Linked DNA regions of Mus musculus: region 1 is linked to region 2. A link is a contact called in public Hi-C data. All regions are on one chromosome and are shown on one strand. The core of a region is the stretch at or near the end of the contact, and the rest is flanking DNA. Distances in the headings are between cores, read along the strand shown.

The links. A called contact is a pair of places that touch in the nucleus more often than the background predicts.
Region 1: a Hi-C map of adipose-derived mesenchymal stem cells shows a contact between it and region 2, with 3 times the contacts expected there. The contact joins the enhancer-like site here to the promoter of Mecomos in region 2. A contact is called at or near these places in 8 of 39 promoter capture datasets (the 3T3-L1 cell line, 3T3-L1-derived adipocytes, cranial neural crest and 4 more), 1 of 15 datasets of contacts at CTCF or cohesin (the NIH/3T3 cell line), 36 of 484 Hi-C or Micro-C datasets (the AML12 cell line, the C2C12 cell line, Sertoli cells and 21 more), 8 of 115 datasets of contacts at active chromatin or transcription factors (the NIH/3T3 cell line, a colorectal cancer cell line, embryonic fibroblasts and 5 more) and 5 of 9 other capture datasets (adipose tissue, embryonic stem cells, liver and 2 more).

What each region holds. Positions count from the first base shown.
Region 1 is chr3:30,142,211-30,145,811 of GRCm38.p6, reverse strand. All of the region lies in intron 2 of Mecom (MDS1 and EVI1 complex locus), which reads left to right. Among named protein-coding and RNA genes, the nearest start is that of Mecomos, 120 kb to the right of the region's middle. Within about 2 kb of position 1,336, at least 17 of the 459 cell types and tissues checked have an H3K27ac peak or open chromatin away from gene starts, as enhancers often do. A contact at or near this core is called in adipose-derived mesenchymal stem cells, embryonic fibroblasts, granulosa cells and 1 more, where this site is marked.
Region 2 is chr3:30,018,662-30,022,057 of GRCm38.p6, reverse strand. It overlaps Mecomos (a long non-coding RNA gene), which reads right to left and starts at 2,118. Exons shown (of 3, transcript XR_003954597.1): 1 at 1,918-2,118; 2 at 1,505-1,587. The region is part of intron 2 of Mecom (MDS1 and EVI1 complex locus); the gene reads left to right.

The DNA of each region.
Region 1 (3,601 bases), core at 87-2,586, 120 kb before region 2:
TAAATAAGCAAACATCAACTAACTAAACAACTAGCAATTTCCTTGATTTATTTTAGAATGAAGCATACAAAAATGTATGTCTACAGTTCTGTTTTCACGTCTACAGACATAAACCTATGAGCACTGCATTGAAAGCGCAAATAGACCCTGAAGAACAAGTCATCAGATTCTAAATACAAGGGAGACCCAAAGGAAGATTGTAATGTGTAGTCCTGGTTCTTATGGCGGTGATTGAAATAATCTGCTGCCATTTTGTTTTTTGGATTTTTTTTTTTTTTTGCTTAGAAATAGAATTTGTAGACAATTACAACAGCACACAGAACTGGTCACTTCATCTAACTATCTGAACACTTTAGAAAAAAATTGGACAGTTCCCAGTATCTGGCTTGTCTCTTCAAGGTCAGATAAACCCTAAAGTAGAGGATAAGGCAGGGAAGCTGACCAGAGGAGAGCAAGTTTGTCATGTATCAGGAGCCTGCTACTCTCTCTGGGTAGAGCTGGCCCACACTGGCCCAAAAGCTGCTTTATCCAACTGCTCTGTTCCACCTTTTTCTTAGGTTGTTTGAATTCTAGCCCTGTTATCAGACAAAGCACCAGAGAATTGCTGAGAATGATCTCATCGCTACATGGGCGAGTGTGCCGAAGCGTCCTAGCTGAGCTCTGTGACCACGCTCAGGAAACTCTCACATGCATCTGAGATTCCACTAATGCTTTAATTTTCTCTGTTAACTTTTTTGTTAGAATTCCTAAAATAAATTGGGAAGCCACTAAGTTTTTATTGAGTCCATTTGGCACCCTGTGGTTTAAGTTTTACATTCAAGTGCTAAAAATAAACGTGATCTCAGCTAAAGGCATTTGGGATTAGAACCTGATTCAAAAGGGCCAGACTTCTCCAATTATGCAAAATGACAAAACCAATAGAGAAGATTTTTTTAAAAAACAAACTAACAAACAAACAAACCCAAATGAAGACTTGACGTAGAATTCTCATGGTGGTCCAGGGGTGTCAGAGGCTTAAGGCTAATACTATTCTTAATGAGAAAAGAGAAATAATGGAGCAATTGTTTATACATCAATACACACTCTGGTGAGAGCCACAGACAATGAACTCTCCATAGGATCCGGCCTATCGTCTGTGCATTACATGTTCCCAGAGACTTTTATTTTGCCTCGGTGACTCAGGGAGACGCTTTTGCAGTGTAGCACCTCTGATAGTTCCCCCACTAGGAGGAATCAAATTGGTTCACTTTCAACTCAAAGTGCAATTAAGAGTTCCTTAGGGTTAGGGAATACAATCCTGAGACTTGCATGATTAATGGAGTGGATTTGAATTTTGCTGGGGCAGATGGGAAAGGGCATCTCTCTGGGAGAAACCCTGGTTGGGAGTCAAGAAGAATGTTTTTGTGGAATGAGTCCCCTCGCTGCAGCCTTGTTTAGGGGTTGGAGCAGAGTTCACATCTGGGACCCCTTGGAGAATTCAGTACCGCGAGAACAGGGAACCGGGAGGAAGCAGAAGTAATATATTTTGAAAGGCTTAATCTGATCTCTTGCCTGTCTTCAAAGGAAGCGTCATTTGTAAAAGACACGCATGCTCCTGAAGAGAGGGCCCCTATTAGGCAATGCAGAAATAATAAAAGACTGTCTGTCCCCAGCCTCCGGAACAGGGAGCAAGGAGGTAAAGGGACTCGCTCCATGCTCAGTTGGGAGAGACTGCTGGAACTGCTCAAAACACCCTGTCTGTGGGTTCGTTCCTGAACCCTCTGTGCAGCGGAGCACAGTCCCTTCCCTTTGTTTCTGCTATAAATTAAGATATGTCTGACAAGGGGCTTCCACGTGGAACAGCTAAGTTAGAACTCAACCGAGCAGAGTGGACTCTCATCCCCCATCATTTCTCTTGCCTCTCAGAAGTTTCCATCTCTTCTTCAAGTTAGGAACTGTCTTCACACGTCTTGTTTTCAAGGAGGGTACACATTTAAGCTGCCCACCAGCTTCCAGAGTTTACAACCAACGTAGCCATTTCTAAGAAGCAGGGAACAAGAAGAAAATCTCTACCCTTGATGGCGATCTCACTGCCTGTCCATCCTTTCTCTAATGCTGTGTTGTCTGCATTTGTGGTTTCAAAAGACTTCTCATTTTTTAAATGAAAGTGGGCAGCTGGACCCTAGAACTTCCCCCCCCCTCTTTCTCTCTGTAGCATAGATAAGCATGTGTGGATCTTTCTGAAGTTTGTGTCTTTCACTAAATATATTGATCTTCATGCTGAGAACAAATACTTCAGTTGCTCACAGTTTGTCCCATACACTTCCCAAGCACTTTAGAAACATCAGGTCATTTCACACAACTTCCAGTCATGCTGAATGTGTCTGCAGAGAGGAGGGAACACAGTCTTGGGTATGGCATGTGGAACTTCAGGCTGGTTTGTCATATATAGAGGATTTATGAACAAATTTGTAGTCCTGTATAATTTCTGTGTTAAGATGACTATTTCAAAACCAAATACAAGGTTAGGAGTTCTTCTACCCTATAAAAGCCTGTTCTTTCTTCCACTCTCTTTTTGTTTGTTTCTCTGAGCTGAGGTCTTGTTCTATAACATTATGTCATCGAATTCATATTGTAGACCAGACTAACCTGGGACTTGGGCTCTCTGGCCTTGGTTTTCTGAGTGCTGATTTGCAGACCTGTGCCACCATACCTGTCCCTTTCCTCACTTTTAAAATACTATCTGCCTTAAGGTCCAGGCTCAGTGGCTACCACAGAAAAAGGGCATACTTTATGTTTCAGTGCTGGATGAGGTGCTGTGGGCAATTAAATAACTCTTATCCTATCAAACCCGGATTTTAGTTTCAGTAGTAAAGCCTCAGAAATCGAACACCTCAGTGGGATTCCCTAGTAAGAAGAAATAATGTCATTTGCATTAAGAAAAAGAACTTGTCATCAATGCAGTGCAATTCAAGATTATGGTTGACATAATTGTGAATGTTTATAATTATGTGAATAGCAATTCTTTTGATTTATTGCCATTTGATTAATTATAGTCAGCTATACTTTTAAATACTGGTGTTATGCCCAACACTACAAGTTGATCTCCTCCATAGCTCATTCTATAGCTTCTTTGAGCTTCTTTCTGGGCAAGTAGACCAATAGTATGGTGGGATTGCCCCTGTATGTGTGCGTATGTGGGTACCCTCATTATCAAACAGTTGCAGTGCAACAGAAAAAGAGGAAGAGGGTGAGAACAAATAGTGTATTTTAAACTGACATTTATGTATCTTTAGAAAACTAAGATATTTACCGGCATAACAATGTTCCTGCACAGAAAATGACCTTGGAGCATTATCAAACTTTCTTGCTCTCAAGATAGCTCCTTAATTAAACATGCAAGTCAGGAGACTTTTCAGAGCCTGGCCTACTGACAACACCTGGATAATGGCTTCAGTCTTGAGCATATTCCCATGGTGAAATGCATTTAAATATGTATTTCTGTAGGAATAGAGAATGTGCATGTAGAAGCCAGAGGCTGAGGTCGAGTGACCTCCTTAATCATCTCACCTTTATTTTTGAAACAGGGTCTCTGGCTGAGACTGAAGCTAGCTGCTTCAGC
Region 2 (3,396 bases), core at 869-3,368:
AGGTGTTTCAGTGGAAAGAGAAAGAGGGTTTGTGTATGTTTAAATACCTTCCATGATGCCTAGTAAGATCAAACATATTTTACCTAAAGGGCTTATATTTTTAATTTTCACAAAGCATTTACGACATAATTTTCACTGGGATGCTTCAAGAATCAGATATATTGATGTCAATTAGCCCCAGGATGTCTGTTATTAAGAAGGACCTCCTGTGAATAATCCTCCAGGCAGGGTGTGCTGTTGTGCAGCATGGTTCTTGCCATAGACTAGGTTACAAGCAGCTTAGAAGATGTTGGGTGAGCATGACAAACAAAGCCAACACTTCATCTCCTCAATCTATGGCTCTAGTCACTGAGTGACTGGGCCATCAGAGGCAAGAGAAGGAGCCATAGGAACCCAGTTAAAGGGTCAAGAGCATGCACTTGTGTGCTCATTTCTCTGCTATAGATCGGTATAGGAGGAAACTAAGGGAAAGGGCCTGGAAGCTGAGCTTGACGTCAAGTTGTAGAGGACATTGAATTTTGGATCAGTTTTTTTTTTTTCCACCAATAAAGTAGGATCTAGTGTAATTTTTATTTAGTTTAGTTTAGTTTGAAAAGTGTGGGTTTTTTTTGTTTGTTTGTTTGTTTGTTTATTTATCGATTTTTTGCTTTTTTTGTTTTTGGTAAAGTACATTATTACAGCCTTGTTATTTCAGAAAGATGAGTTTTCACTGTTAAAAATGCCATAGAAACTTGTAATGATAAGAATTCCACTAGGACCATTCACATGGGGAAGGAGGAGGGAGAGAGCAAATCAACTCGAACAGGTTAACAAAGCCAATGCCTGGCCACTTGGGGAAAGGGAGAAGGAAAAATTTAAAATAAGTTGCAGCAAAATCTAAACTGAGCCCAGGGAAAAGGCTGACACAGAAATGAATTTGGGGGAGAAAGTAGCAAAATGGCCAGGATTCTACTCTAAAACAACAAAAATGGAAGACATGTTTGTGGCCGAGTCCACAGACAATGAGCTATGTATCAATATGTATCAACTGATTCCTCTGGGTTGGGGGAGGGGGCTGGGGGGGGGCAGCATCAACCAGCCAATATCAACCAGCCAAGGATGGCGTTCTTTCAAATGTGTCCTCATGTTTTATCATAGTTACTCTCACAAAGACGTACAAGTTTAGTGTAGTTTACTGTGAAAAGACACCAACTGAAGGTAGCCGTGTGAGTGGCTCCATCTTCTAAATCATGGTGCTTCTTAAGGGCAAACCTGCTACGGGAGCTGGCTTTAATCCAGGAGAGAAGCCCAGTGAAGGAGAAAGGCTTTGGACCCAGCTGATACCAATCAGTAGGCAAAAAGGAAGAAGTAGGGGGTGGGGGAGAGGTAGATAAGATTTAACCTGAGGTCACCAAGGTAAAGTGAATTCCAGGCAGAGTGACAATAATTACATCAGCACTATCAACAATAGTAGTCACTTTGTATTGACCAAATGCTGTGTCCCATGCAAGATTCTACGACTTACGTTTAGTGCTTCATACGATTCCCTCACACTGGGATAGGTCTGCATTTCAATGACAAGGTCCTGCAGAAGGTTGGGCAGTAGATCTGGACAATATAAAACAAAGAAATGAGTCAAGGGTGTGCAGAAGCTGAAGATCTGTGACCAGATCATTACAGTCATTCAGATGGATGGTCCCAGGCATCCAAGTTTAGGCTCACTAAGACCAAGCACGCGTCTGGTCAGCAAATACCTCTTTAGTACTTGTTTCAGCTTAGACCCTAGGCAACAAGGGGTAAATTATACCTACCTAATTCTCGTTTTTCTGGCATGTGAAGTTTACCAGAGGACATTGTAAGTAAGGCATGCCTTTTCTGACCTGAGGGGCGGGTGTGATGTGTGGGCGAGCACGCATGCGCGCTCCTGTTCGAGCTTACCTCTTTGGGTCCCTGTTCACCTTTGTTTATAAGGCTCTCTTGCTGATTAGCCTGATTAGCAGAGGACACAGTAAATGGGAATGGAGAAGCTCAGGTGCATGCCAGACATGGACAGACATCTTCCAGGGAAGCAGAGCGAGAGCGAGAGAGCGAGAGAGCGAGAGAGAGAGAGAGAGAGAGAGAGAGAGAGAGAGAGAGAGAGAGAGAGAGTGAAAGAGAGAGAAAGAGAGAGAGAGCAAGAGAGCGAGGAGAGAGAGAAACAAAAAAAACCCAAACGAATTGTTAAAATTCTCCTCTCCCAAAGTCAAGATAAGAATTAGGGCAACTGACGTTGGAGCAGAACAAAGGATTAAAAAAGTACAGTCACACTTGCAGGCGGGACTAGCTTCCGTGTTGTGCATACGTGGGTGTTTACTTGAGTCTGGTATACAGACACATTGCAACTTACTTATTTTGACCTGTTCCCACGGAGTCAGAGCACCTCACGCTTACATTACCCAATGGATTTTCCCAACACTCTCATTATGCTGATATTATGAAACTTGCATGGAAATCAACTCAAAGGTTAAGTGACTTACCCAAAGGTACACAAGAGGAGTGGAGGCGAGGCGTGCATGCCTTCCAACTCACTCTCTCCACAGATTAGAAGGCTGAAAGCACTTTTGAGTAAGTTTCTAAAACCCTGGGGAGGACTTCGACCCTGGAGTTATTGCACACTGTGCTAAACACTGTCTTGAAAAGGCTGAATTAATTAAAATGAATAAAATAATGAAAAAGAAAAAAGCAATTCGTACAGAGTTGAGGTGAGTTCCAAACACATTAACTGCCTTAGTTCTGCTCCAGCATAGACATAAGAGAAGATTTGGCATTTTGAGAATGACCATGGTTAGTTTTCTCTAGAAACTGAAGATAGTTATAAAATGCCCTCAGTGGTATAAAAGATGCCCTTTATCCTATTGGCACAGGTGTACGTTGTGCGTTTTGTGACTCTTTGTTTCTTAGACTTGTGAGTATATATTGGCTTGTCTCTTTTTTTCCTTTTGAATGTGTTCACATCGAAAGCATCAGACAGTCAGATAAGAGAAAAAGAATGCTATTCTGTGCTCCCCTCCCACTTTGCTGTGTTTTATTAAGCTGCTTATTTATCATACGGTGTTCACTGAAACTTTAAAAGAAGCCTTTTTGTTGTGATACTTCAGCCACTCAGCATAATGGCTCAGGAAATAGATCAAAATAGCCAAGGAAAATATTTTAAATATGGCAGCTGTAGTTGAAGTTTGGGAAATAAATCTTTGAGAACAATAATTTATTCACTTGAGCTGTTGTTTCAGCAAAGTATTTCATCTTAGTTTCAGAATAGTTGCTATTCATTACTAAATATGTTTAAAAATCGAAGCAGAGAAATTGATTTCATTCTTTCCAGACATCCTAAAAAATACTCAGGTGTTAAAGTTGGGTGCTGTATCGGTAAAAGCAATC